2 separate regions of the Sus scrofa genome follow, and region 2 is linked to region 1. A link is a contact called in public HiChIP or PLAC-seq data. All regions are on one chromosome and are shown on one strand. Each heading gives the region's core, a stretch centred on a gene start, on an enhancer-like site or on the middle of the called end of the contact. The rest is flanking DNA. Distances are from core to core; before and after follow the strand shown. Region 1 overlaps RBM20 (RNA-binding protein 20). Region 2 overlaps PDCD4 (programmed cell death protein 4).

Region 1 (6,405 bases), core at 3,327-5,826:
TTTCAGATAAATTTAGATGGACATGTTGCAGTTGGAAAGAAATCTAGATACATTCACTTGTACCAAGAAGAGTAGAGAAAGGCATCCATGCACGTGGGAGCTCAGCTCTATTTCCATCAAAGGCAGAGTCCTTCCTGGTCCTTGGCTTCTCTAATGGTGAAACACAGTGACTGGTGTGTGGACCAGAGAAGCCGTGGTTGGGACACTGAAGAGTGGCCTCAACCTTGCCATTTCCTGGTACCTACAAGAGCCCAGGGTGAGTTGTTTATGCCTCTTGCACCAGCCAGCATCCTTCCTTTACACCCTCTCTGTTCTTGGATCTGTCAGTGTAAGCAGTTGCTCGATGACAAACCCTCTGCCTTCTCGTCTTTGTTACTCCTGGGCACGCTGAAATGGTGACTGCACAATATCTCAAAATAGACCCATTTTTCTACATGTCGCCCACCCAGTTCAGCAAAATACCCCCATCTAGTGGCAGCGGAACTGTCTGAGCACCCATGAACGTCCCTTGTAGTTGATGGAATCAGGCTGTACCTGTTAGGAAACAAATATGGTGCTCTCCTGGGAAAACAAGATCCTCCTAACACAAGACCTGCAAGGAAGGGGCCATCAAGGAATACAACGTTGTTTCCTTTAACTCCTGAGATGCGGTTTCTGTTTCGTCTTCCGCCGAGCCACATCACCCTTTTGTCCTTTCTTTGGGTACCGCGAACCTCTTGGGCTACTTCTTCCTGTCTTCCTCTTCTAATAACATTCTTGGGAGTTCCCGTCGTGGCGCAGTGGTTAACGAACCCGACTAGGAACCATGAGGTTGCGGGTTCGGTCCCTGCCCTTGCTCAGTGGGTTAAGGATCCGGCGTTGCCGTGAGCTGTGGTGTAGGTTGCAGACGTGGCTCGGATCCTGCGTTGCTGTGGCTCTGGCGTAGGCCGGCGGCTACAGCTCCGATTAGACCCCTAGCCTGGGAACCTCCATATGCCGCGGGAGCGGCCCAAAGAAATAGCAAAAAAAAAAAAATAACATTCTTACCCCCAAATCTCTGGGCTGAGACGTTTCTCTGCTCAGATCTTCTTCTGCTTTATTAGAGCTGAATATTCCTTCCTTTCGTTCGTATCTTCTCCCTCCCTTGGAAAAAAAAAAAAAATAACATTCTTACCCCCAAATCTCTGGGCTGAGACGTTTCTCTGCTCAGATCTTCTTCTGCTTTATTAGAGCTGAATATTCCTTCCTTTCGTTCGTATCTTCTCCCTCCCTTGGAAAGTCTCTCTGTCCCTCCTCCCCCCTCCCTATTTGAGGTGTTCTCAGCATCCTCTGGGCTATGGAAGTTCATCTCATCTTGAGCAGATAGAATCAGTAGCAGCCCTGGGCAGGCCTGTTATAGCTGGGGCCTGGGAGGGGTGGCTCTGAGGTTATCTGGACAGCAGGGTCTGTGGGGTGGCAGGGGGAGTCCCCATACTGCTCACAGTTGGTGCTAGAGTTCAGAGCCTTGGGTGTCCTCACGTTCCAGCTCCTCCTACATGACTCCCACAGTTCGTGGTACATGAAGCTCTGCCTTTTCCAAAATCATCTCTTAAAGCTGTTAAATAACAGTAACAGGTACTGTGTAGAGGGCCCATTATGTTCAGCCAGATCATTATGTTCAGCTAACAGGTATCAGAATCCCTAGAGGGTGTATTCAAACAGAGACCGCTGGGCTTACCCAAGTTTCTGATTGAGTAAGTCATGGGTGGAGCCCCAGAAGTTTCAGTTCTAACAAGTTCCCAGGTGATACTGATGCTCCTGGTCCAGGGACCAGACTCTAAAAGCCACAGACTCAGATCATCTGACAGGTGCTCAGGGGATTAACTTCATCCTCACTGTAAGTTAGGAATTATTACCCCATTTTACAGACAAGAAAACAAAGGCTATGAGGGAGAACAACTTGCTGCTGCAGGTCGTGAATAGTAAGCAGTGGAGCTAGGACTTGAACTCACAGCCCTGCTAGCCGCTGTCCACCATGAGGCCACAGTGTCTCCCCAATCTCGAAAGTTGACGGGCTGTGGAGGGGCTCAGGTTCTTTTCCAGGTATTTTTTTCTTTTTCTTTTTTTTTTTTCTTTTTTTTTTTTTTTGGCTTTTTAGGGCTGCACCCATGGCATATGGAGGTTTCCGGGCTAGGGGTCAAATTGGAGCTATAGCTGCTGGCCTACACCACAGCCACAGCAATGCAGGATCCCAGCTGCGTCTGCAACCTACACCACAGCTCTCGGATCCTAAACCCACTGAGCGAGGCCAGGGATCGAACCCAAAACCTCATGGTTCCTAGTTGGATTTGTTTCCACTGCACCATGACAGGAGCTCCTCTTTTTCTTTTTCTTTTTAGGGTGCAACTGCTGGCCTATACCACAGCCACGGCAACACCAGGTCCAAACCACATCTGTGACCTAAGCCACACCTCTCGGCAATGCCCGATCCTTAACTTACTGAGTGAGGCCAGGAATCAAACCTACATCCTCATGGATACTGCTCTGGTTCTTAACCCAATGAGCCACAATGGGAACTTCCTCCTCTGGCTGCAACCCTGACTCAGCCAAGCACTCTGTCCTTTATCTCAAATGGTTTAATGCTTCATATTTAAATGTTCGTTGAGATTCTCTTTTGACAAGGGCCTGTGTAGTACAAAAAGAATCATGTCACCTCTGCTGTGATGGCCTTTACCTATCTTTAATGGCGAGCTAGAGTTGCACCAGGATGAAAGGTTGTCTAAGACCCCAGTACTGCACTGGGGTCAGGGAGAGGCAGGCAGAGAATGAATGGATGGCATGAAATAATCTGATCATCTGCTCAGTTGCAAAGCCTTTCTAGCCCACAGCACCCCACGTGGCAAATCTTGAGGCTGTTTGCTGTTATTCTTTCCTTGTTTTTCCGGTGCTGTGCTCCATATCACAGGCTGTGATCCCTGCAGGCAGCATTTTCTTGGCTTCTGCTGCTGGCTTTGACCAGTGCCCGGCACTGGTAGGAGATTGGAGGGTGGAGGAAGGGAGATACCAGGGAATTTCTGCCCCTCCTTCTCTGTGGCTGGTGACATCTTTGGCAGTGACTGACTATCTTCCAGGCCTCTACCTACCCGCTCCCGTCTCATGGACTTTTGTCTGCCTTCTCACCTGTATAGCAAATTCTCTGACACTATAAATCAACTATAAAGGAAAAAATAAAAATCATAAAAAATGTCCTGGATTACTTTCTCGTAGTTCTAAATACTTGGAGTGGTTTCTCTTTTCCTAATTGGGTCCTGACTAATATATCCATCCTACCACCCCTACTGCTAACACCAAGGGAGTTACTCCTCTGTTCTAACCTAACATAATTCCACAGTGTTGTTATGATGCATTTGCCCATGAGTCTTCTCCAGTAGCCGTGACCTTCTTAAGGGTAGGCATCATGTCTAATTCACTGCCAAGTATTTAGTGCCTCCCTAGTAGCTATTACTGGTGACACGTTCAGTTAATGTATGATGAATGAATGAATGAATGAATGATAACACATGGCAGGGTCTGAAAATGCATAAGAAAAGCAAAGTATGCAACATTCAAAATTTGTATCATGGTTAGGACTTATCACATGGAAATATTGATGTATGATGCCTTTCTCAATTTAAAATAGTAGTATTAAATCTTAAAGTTATGGTTCAGAATACATATTTTTAAAACAGGAATTTGAGGTATTCCCTTGTGGCTCAGTGGGTTAAGGATCCAGCATTGTCAACAGCAGCGGCTCAGGTCACTGCTGTGGCGTGGGTTTGATCCCTGGCCTAAGAACTTCCACATGCCTCGGGTGTAGCCAAAAAATACCACATAAATTTGAGGGTGTGTGTTAGTTATCTACTACTGTTTTACAGGCATCTCTGAATTTGGTGGCTTAAAACAACAATTTAGTGTTTCTTATGATTGAGTTGGCTTCAGCCAGTCTTGCCTGGGCACATTCATCACCACACCAGGTAGTGGTTCAGCTGGGACTGCCTGGTCTTGGATGGCCTCACTGATGCACCTAGGGCCTTAGAAGAAATGGCTTAGACAGCTGATCCTCTGTCTCTTTGTGTGGAGTCCCATCCTCAAGGAGGCTAGCCTTGGCTTGTTCTAAAGGCTAGTCCGGGCTTGTTTAAAAAGTGGCAGTGTTCCAGCAGGGGAAAGTGGGAAGCTCTGAGGCCTCTTGAAGCAGAGGCTTGAAAGTTAAACAGCATCACTTCCTGTGCATCATGTTCCAAAGCAAATCACCAGCCCAGCCCAGATTCAAGAGATAGACTCCACCTCTTCATGGAAAGGCTTCAAAGAAATTTGTGGTCATAGTTAATCTACAGCAGAGTCATAATTTTCATTACAAAACATTCCTTATTAGAATATTCAGTGCCTTAAGGAGAGCTTCCCTTGTAAAAATTGAGTATGTAACTAACTGATGGTCCACAAAGAACTAATTATCACTGATTTTCTTAGTTCTTTGACCACCAGATGGCAGCATTGCTAAGTCAACCTGGAGTAGTTCAAGGTCAGCACCAAATTCCACCTGGACATGCCCTTAAAGCTGAGGGACTCCTGTGATATTGCATGGGTGGATCAGGGCTGGGCGGCTGATCACAGAGGAGGCCTGGTTTGAGGACCCTCATGGGCGATGGCTTCCCCCTCTGGAAAAGAAAACACCACCAGCTCTTTGTTATTCTTATAGAACTGCTATGGGAACAAAGGTCCATGAAGCCTTTCACCCCCTGGATGGGAGATTCTACAAATGTAAACACATGAATTACTGCAAATATCATTTGATTACAATGGACCCAACAGGAAGAAATATTGTAATAAAGTAATGTTTGCATACTCATGTGCTCCCTATCAAAATTGCATTGTGTTGATTTCATTACAGTTTGGCAAACTGTTCTGTACCAGTGCTTTCTCTCTCCTCCACCATTTTAGTTTGTAAACTTAAAAGCAACAGTGTATGCACAAACTGATGACATCTGATTGAGATCGGTAGCCTAGCTCAGAGTTCTGTGCCAATGTCAGGTCCTGGTTTTGAGAATGTAAGATAGTTACATAAGATGTTGCCATTGGGGGAAGCTGAGTAATAGGGACATAGACCTCTCTGTGCTATTTTTGCAACTTCTTGTGAGTCTATAATTATTTCAGAATAGAAAGTGAAAAAAGAATCCTCTCTATAAATAACCTCCACCTGCTTGTGTATTACTGGTATTTGCATTATTGTTTGAGAAAAGAGAGTTGAGCCTTAATTTAAAAATAATTTTTGTTGTTGTTCTGCCAGAGTAGCATCTTTTCCTCCCCCCTCAGATCCACCAGCCACTTCTGCAGTGCCCCAGGCCAATTCAGAGCACCTGCTAGACCAGCTGACCAGCTGTGCAGAGGAGCTGGAGCCAGGGACATGGAGGTGCCGTCACCTCCCTTCTTCCCTTCTGGACTCAGGTCGTGGTCTAGATGCCTCCTCCATTCAGGACTCTGCCTTTTCCTAAGCACTTTCTGGTTTAGAGTAATAATAGTATCTTAAAATACTCCTCCAAGGCTTCCAGGAAGGCACTTTTAGTCCCATTTTGTGGATAAAACTAACTCCAACGGGTGAAGGGCAAGCCTGAGATCCTAAGTAAGAGATACACCCAAGGTTAACATGTGGGCCTTGACCTTTTACCTAGGTTTTCCTTGCCAATTCCTAAATAGAGTAAAAAGAGAAAAAACAAAACAAAACAAAACCTTTTCAAGTGAAGTAATAAAACTCATTTTGAAGTTTCTGTGTTTAAACACTAAGCCATTATTTCATATGTTTTTATTTATTGGCTTGCTCTATAAAAATGCAACCTCTGATGTTCACACAGTGTTTGAAGTAGAGAAATGAAACTTTCTCTTATGAATAACTGGAGAAAGTGGTGTTAACCCCCCCACCACCAATAAGAAAACAATAGGTAGCCATGGGCTTAGTTGGTCTGTGGCAAAAAGACACTTCCTGAAATTGAACCATTGGCAAAAGGAGACTGTGATATTTTGCTGACCAAAGATCGTGGGAACTTTTCTATTAAAATGCAATTCAAAACTTTGAAAAATATGAATAGTATCCAGTTGCTTGTCAGTGTCTGCCACACCAGTGGAGCCAGTAAGCCCCGTGGGAAGGCTGTGTGGCGGGTCCTGACCTCAGAGAGCTCACGGTGTCTAGTTGTGGAGCCCCCACACCAGCGTGTGTGAAACTGCCAAAGAGTTACATGGAGCAGTGATGCTTTTGTGCTAGGCTGTGTACCATAGGCGATTCTGGAAACCAGGGCTCCTGAGGCATGGATCATTCAGAGAAGGCATCAAAGAGAATGCCTTGGACTTGGGCTAGATGTGGAGATGTAGGGGGCTAGCTTTCTGTTAACTCCTAAAATGGCAGTAAAAAACTGGACT
Region 2 (5,832 bases), core at 755-3,254, 130 kb after region 1:
CCAGCCCCAGCCCTTGAAAATCCAGCAGTCCTGCTGGTTTCCCAGAAAAAGGCTTTGGCTGACCAAGGCCAGGGAGGGTTTAGGGACTGAGGCGGGCCACACCTGGCTCTGGTCCGGGCTGAGCTGTGTGATTGGGAAAGCTGTTTATGAGCTCTGCCTTTCCCAGGCCTGGCAGCTCAGCTATCCCAGATGGGTCTTTTCACAGAAGACCCGTCAGACAGGTATGAGAACATCACACAGAGCCTTTGTCCAGAGGGCACAGTGTTTTCCAGTGAGAAGTTTGCATTGGCCATGCTGATGGGAGCAAGGGAAGTAGAGGCCTCCAGCCTTCTGCCCGCAGGGCTCTGCTCCAAGAAGGCAAAGCCTGTAGCTCCCAAGAGGGAAGAGGGCAGAGGGGAGGAGAGGGAGCTTTGGCCAAGAGGAACTCAAGTAGAAACTTAGGAGAGAAGCAGTGTGGGTGGTATTGAGGGTCGTGGAGTAGGAACACCTCAAGGGCGCCAGTTGGGTTCTGTGTTGCCAGGCTACAGTAGGCAGTGGAAACAGCTCAGATTAATAGGTCCTTGGGTTCAAATCCTGCCCCTTACTGCTAGAAGGGCCTTGAGCAATTTTAAAAATCTTTCTGAGCCTCAATTTTTCTCATGGGCTCTGTGAGCACCATGGTGAGGATCAGACACCACAAAGCAGCCTCAGGCACACAGGAGTCACTCAGTAAATTGTGGAGTCTCTGAATTTTCTAAGCATCCCCTCGGTTCCCGGGTTTATGAACTAATAAAAGGATAGAGCTGTGGAGAACACCTGGGCAGTGGTGTCAAATGACTGTTGACAGAGAAAAGGAAACGAAATCACCATGAGTAGACCCACATTTAGAGGAACTCTGCCCCAGAAACAGTTGGGGGGACCACAGCCTGTTTCCAATTAGGGAGCAGCCGGTGGAAGAGCTGTGAAATTTAGAGTTGTTGATTTATAAATGCTTTCAGCTTAGCAGGAGTATGTGTGTGGTATGTAGGTGTGTGGTATGTGTACATGGTTTGTATAGGTGTGTGTGGTGTGTGTGTGTGTGTGTAGTGTGCATGTGTATGGTATATGTTATGGTGTATATATAGGTGTGTGTGTGGTGTGTATGTGTGTGGTATGTGTACATGGTTTGTATAGGTATGTGTGGTGTATATGTGTTGTGTGTACTGTGCATGGATATGGTATACGTTTATGGTGTGTATAGTTGTGCATGGTGTGTATGTATGTGGTATGTGTGTGTGTGTGGTGTGTGTGTGTGTTGTGTGTGTGGTGTGTGTGTTATTTCTATAGCAAGAGTTCATCTTCTTCCTGGAGATCTTATGTTTCCCTTTCAATACTGCTCAATAGCAAAGGAAGGTAACATGTTTATTGTGTTAATGCTTAATCTTTTAGTATATGTTTTCAGCTTAGGTCTCCCAAAGGCTCTCAGACAAGGAAAATGAGGCTCAGAGAGGCCACTTGTCTAAGCTCAGCCATTTGGTTAGGGGCAGAGGCCAGCCCCAGGCCCTGATTTGCCTGACAACAGTAGGTGTTGTTGACCTGAGTCCTGAAAGAAGAAACACCCAGATGCAAATCAAGTCAGGGTTTTGTTGCCCCGTCTGCTTATCATGCAGCCTTCTTGTGGTGTGTCACCTGAATACCTGTGCTCTGCTCTGGCTCTCAGACCCACAACTTCCTGCACAGCACCTCTGCACTCTGGTTTTATTTTTCTCAGCACTTCCTCTGCACTGTCCTCTCCCCAGTGAAGCAGGCTCAGTGAGAGCAGAAATAGCTCAGGGGCTGCTGGGCCTGGCCCCTGTGCTGAGGCAGAAATATCAACCCTGCCCCAGCGCATTGGGTCAGCGTGTTCCTGGGACAGCTGGAGAGTTCCTCTGCACGTTCTGCCTGGATCCAGCGTGCCTGGGCTCCCGGGAGGGCTCCGGCTTCCTGCCGTTCCTGGAGGCCCCTGCAAATTGCCACAGTTCCCCTCCTTGGCACGTTCTCAGCAAAGCCAGGCTTCAGCTGCAAGCGCTGAAGGCTGCTGGTTGCACTTTTATTCTCCTGAGCAACTCCCTGCAGATCCAGCCAATGACAAGCTGGCAGCTGCTGGGAGACACCAGGAAGTGACAGCCTCATGTTCAGAAAATTGAAATTGTATTTGTTCCTTTATTCTTTGACCAAACATTTATCAACAAGCACCCGCTCTCTGCCTGAGGCAGGAGCAGGGTTTTGGCCCCTCAGGAGCCCACATGAGTCTCTTGCACAGAGCACACAATTGGGTCATGTGTTTTATCCACTCTGCTTGGTTCTTCCAAGACCTAAGATGAAGATGTTTTCTCCCGGGATCACTTGAATTTACTTTTGCCTGTTGCCATGAACATCATTCGTACAGAACCGTTTTGAGATAATTTCCTCATCTGCATTTTCTTGGTGCATTCAGTGGTGTGGATTTTGCCCGCAGTTTCAGCCTGGAGCAGGCGCTTGTCACAGTCCTGCCAATGTGAAAATCAAGCTGAGCCTGGGAGACCAGCATGAAACCAGACAGACTGATCATAAGAGTGATGGAGAAAGACATGCTTCACTCTGCCCTGGCCAGGGCAAAACTTCCCACAGGAGGTGTATTTTATCCAAGTCTGAAGGATCAGTCAGAATTCAATAAGTAAAAATAATATCAACAGCAACCAAAGTATTATTATTAGTTAGGTACTTACAATATGTCAGGCATCCTGCTGAGAACTTGACAAACATTAATTTTTTGAACAGCAGCCCTAATGAAGTAGGTACTGTAATGATCCAGGTGATTTTACAGGTGAGGTAACTAAGGGTCACAGAAGATGAGGTAACTTGCTCAAAACTAGGAAACACAAGAGCCAGTATTCAAACTCAGCTCTGCTGTTAAGCTTTTTACTATGTCCAAAAATTAAAGGAGCATAAACAGGAATATGCTGAGAAATCTTGCTCCCATCCTGGGCCCATCTCCCCTCTGCCCTTATAGATGTAAACAGTTATATTCATTTCTTATGTATCCTTTCAGTATTCTTTATGCAAATGTAAATAAGTCAATAAATATTCTTATTTCTCCCTCTTTCTTATAAAATAAAGCAGCATATATTAACACTACTCTGTACTTAATGTAATCTTGGAGAATTTTCCACTGGAGCACATAGAGATTGTCCCTGTTCTTTTATATAGCTGTATAGTTCTCCATTTGTTGATCCCAACCTCTCCAAGACAAGGCAGTGTGCTCCCAGCTGGGAAGATGTGCATATGCTTTGCTAAACTGTTTAAATTTCATGGAGCACCAAGCCGTAAAGAGGTGATGAGATTGATTTTTTTTTTTTTTTGAATATTCCCTACATCAGGCAAGAAGCTGCTGCACAGCACAACCTGTCTGGACATGTGGCCCCACCTGGATATAAGGACACATACATTGCCATGGTGGTGGCTGGGGAAAGCCCTTCTGTAGAACAAGTTCCAACTTATCTCTGGCCCTGTTCCCTGCAGCCCAAGGCCTGGGCTTTTTATGGCCCTTCCCTATGTTATGCTTGCAAAATTTTTATAGAGTTTCCTGTGCCTCAGATGCGGAAAGCATATGCAGTCTTAACGTGTCACCCTGGGCTAATTCCCTATTGATTGTGCAAGAGCCCGAGACCTTCATAGGTGGTACTTAGTGTTCCCAGGCCTCTAGTCGCCCCTGGGAAAGCTTGCCATCAGGCTGTTACTGACTCAAACACCTTTGAAAGTGAGCTCGAGTCAGCAGTCCTTTTCTCTGAGATAGGGGATTCTCCCAGAGGATAAGAATACCTGTGGGAATAACTTTGGTCCTTTGAAAAGTGACATAGGTTTTTAAGGTCATGGATAATGGTTGGTAAAACCTTGCTGGCTTCAAAGGGGATGTGCAGTTTCTAAAAAAAAAAAAGCCCCATGAAATGCACATGGTCTCCTGTTTGCTGCTGTGGTGTTTACTAAGGTCTATGGCTTTGAGCTTCCCACATGCACTCATTAAAGCGATAAAGGCACCCCCTCTTTGCAGTGTGGTTCCATCTTGTTCTAGTGTTTAGATAGTTACTTTATCTCTCCAAAGGATTCTTAAGAGACTGTGGCTTATAAGGATAGCAGGTACTGTACAGCCTGCTGGATGAAAATCTGTATGATTGTAGAAAATGGCTATAAGCAGAATGTAAGACATCATAATGGACAGAGCACAGGCCCAGGAAAAATCTGGGAGATCTTTTAAGTTTTATACTTTTAGAGCAGTCAAATGGCCTAAGGTCACATATCCAATTAGTAGCAGAACTAGGATTGGAATCCAGGCCTCTTACCTTCTAGCCTAGGTCCCACTGTACTAAATCACTGCTTTCCAGTGTGCATTTCATAAGATGTGAATGGATATTATGAAAACACTGCCATGGTCAAGCAAGGTCAGGAAACATTGGGTTAAATACCATTAAAGGAGTTTACTTATGCTAGGATTTCTCAGAACCTTTAAAACACCATTGTTTATTACGATCCTGCAACAGGGGAGAAGTTCAGGGGTTTTCTCCAAGTTTCTTCATCCTTAGACCCCTTTTGTGGTGGAGTATCTGTGGAGCATATTTTGAGAGACAGCATATACTGCTTCCTCTCTGAAATAGTTCAAGAGGTTTTTTTTTTTTTTTTTTTGTCTTTTGTTGTTGTTGCTATTTCTTGGGCCACTCCCGCGGCATATGGAGGTTCCCAGGCTAGGGGTTGAATCGGAGCTGTAGCCACCGGCCTACGCCAGAGCCATAGCAACGTGGGATCCGAGCCGCGTCTGCAACCTACACCACAGCTCACGGCAACGCTGGATCGTTAACCCACTGAGCAAGGGCAGGGACCAAACCCGCAACCTCATGGTTCCTAGTCGGATTCGTTAACCACTGCGCCACGACGGGAACTCCCTCAAGAGGTTTTTTAAGGATACATTTATGGCTATTAGAACTGTGTCCTTTGTTTAGGAAACACTGGGATGTTCAGTGTATGTATCTGACCCACTGAGGTCCATATAATGCCAGGCAGCTGCCATACCTGACTGGAGTGACTATCGCAGTGGCCCACAATGTCATTCCAGCTCTTTTTTAGGACCACTGCTCTCTTAAAAACTATTTTGTTTTGATTTGCTTCCATGTTGTGGTTACTTTAAAGGCAATTTGATTCTGCATCTGGTTTGACATACCAAAGAAAGGTCAGTGGCATTTCTTGGTGGAACATCCACTCTGAAAATGAGTCTAAAAGTAATAGCATGCTATATTCCAGAAGTTCTTGATCTTTTCTGGGATAGGACTGTTTTGGAGGTCTTATTAAAAGAAGTTCAGACCCAGTGGGTCGGAAAATACATCTTCATCATAAAATTTGCATAAAATTTTAGAATGTTCTTGCACCCTTTGAAGCTCATCAATAAATCACTGACCTAGAATCATTGCCCTCAAAGAGAACTTTCTAAAAACAAAGTGCACACACATGCACATGCATCTAAACAACACAAGAGCTTTTAAGTGGCCCCCTCTGGAGTTATCTTTTTTTTTTCTTTTATTCTTGGTTCTTGGAGGGTGGTGCCTTGTTGCCTGCTAGTTCCTATTTCGATGCTGGCTTTGTCATTTATGCTGGAGGGCTGCCAATCACGTTGTGTTAAATGCAGAGTTTGGAGATTTCCTGGAGCTGCTTTAAAATGTCAGTCCTTGTTTTTCTTTCTGGAAGCTACCTGTTTTGGAAGGAGAGAGAGAGGGAGGGAGATAGAGAGGGAGAGAAGGAGGGAGGGAGAGGAAAAGAGGGAGGGAGGAAGGGAGGAAGAGTAAGGGCTGAAGGTCAAGACACTCTGGA

Evidence for each region. HiChIP or PLAC-seq counts read pairs in DNA pulled down with a chosen protein or histone mark.
Region 2: an H3K27ac HiChIP or PLAC-seq map of skeletal muscle shows a contact between it and region 1. The contact joins two enhancer-like sites. A contact is called at or near these places in 6 of 47 Hi-C or Micro-C datasets (adipocytes, embryonic fibroblasts, mesenchymal stem cells and 3 more) and 1 of 2 datasets of contacts at active chromatin or transcription factors (skeletal muscle).

What each region holds. Positions count from the first base shown.
Region 1 is chr14:121,163,910-121,170,314 of Sscrofa11.1, forward strand. All of the region lies in intron 1 of RBM20 (RNA-binding protein 20), which reads left to right. Among named protein-coding and RNA genes, the nearest start is that of PDCD4, 100 kb to the right of the region's middle. Within about 2 kb of position 4,577, at least 13 of the 83 cell types and tissues checked have an H3K27ac peak or open chromatin away from gene starts, as enhancers often do. A contact at or near this core is called in skeletal muscle, where this site is marked.
Region 2 is chr14:121,292,992-121,298,823 of Sscrofa11.1, forward strand. The region is part of intron 1 of PDCD4 (programmed cell death protein 4); the gene reads left to right. Among named protein-coding and RNA genes, the nearest start is that of PDCD4, 24 kb to the left of the region's middle. Within about 2 kb of position 2,005, at least 44 of the 83 cell types and tissues checked have an H3K27ac peak or open chromatin away from gene starts, as enhancers often do. A contact at or near this core is called in skeletal muscle, where this site is marked.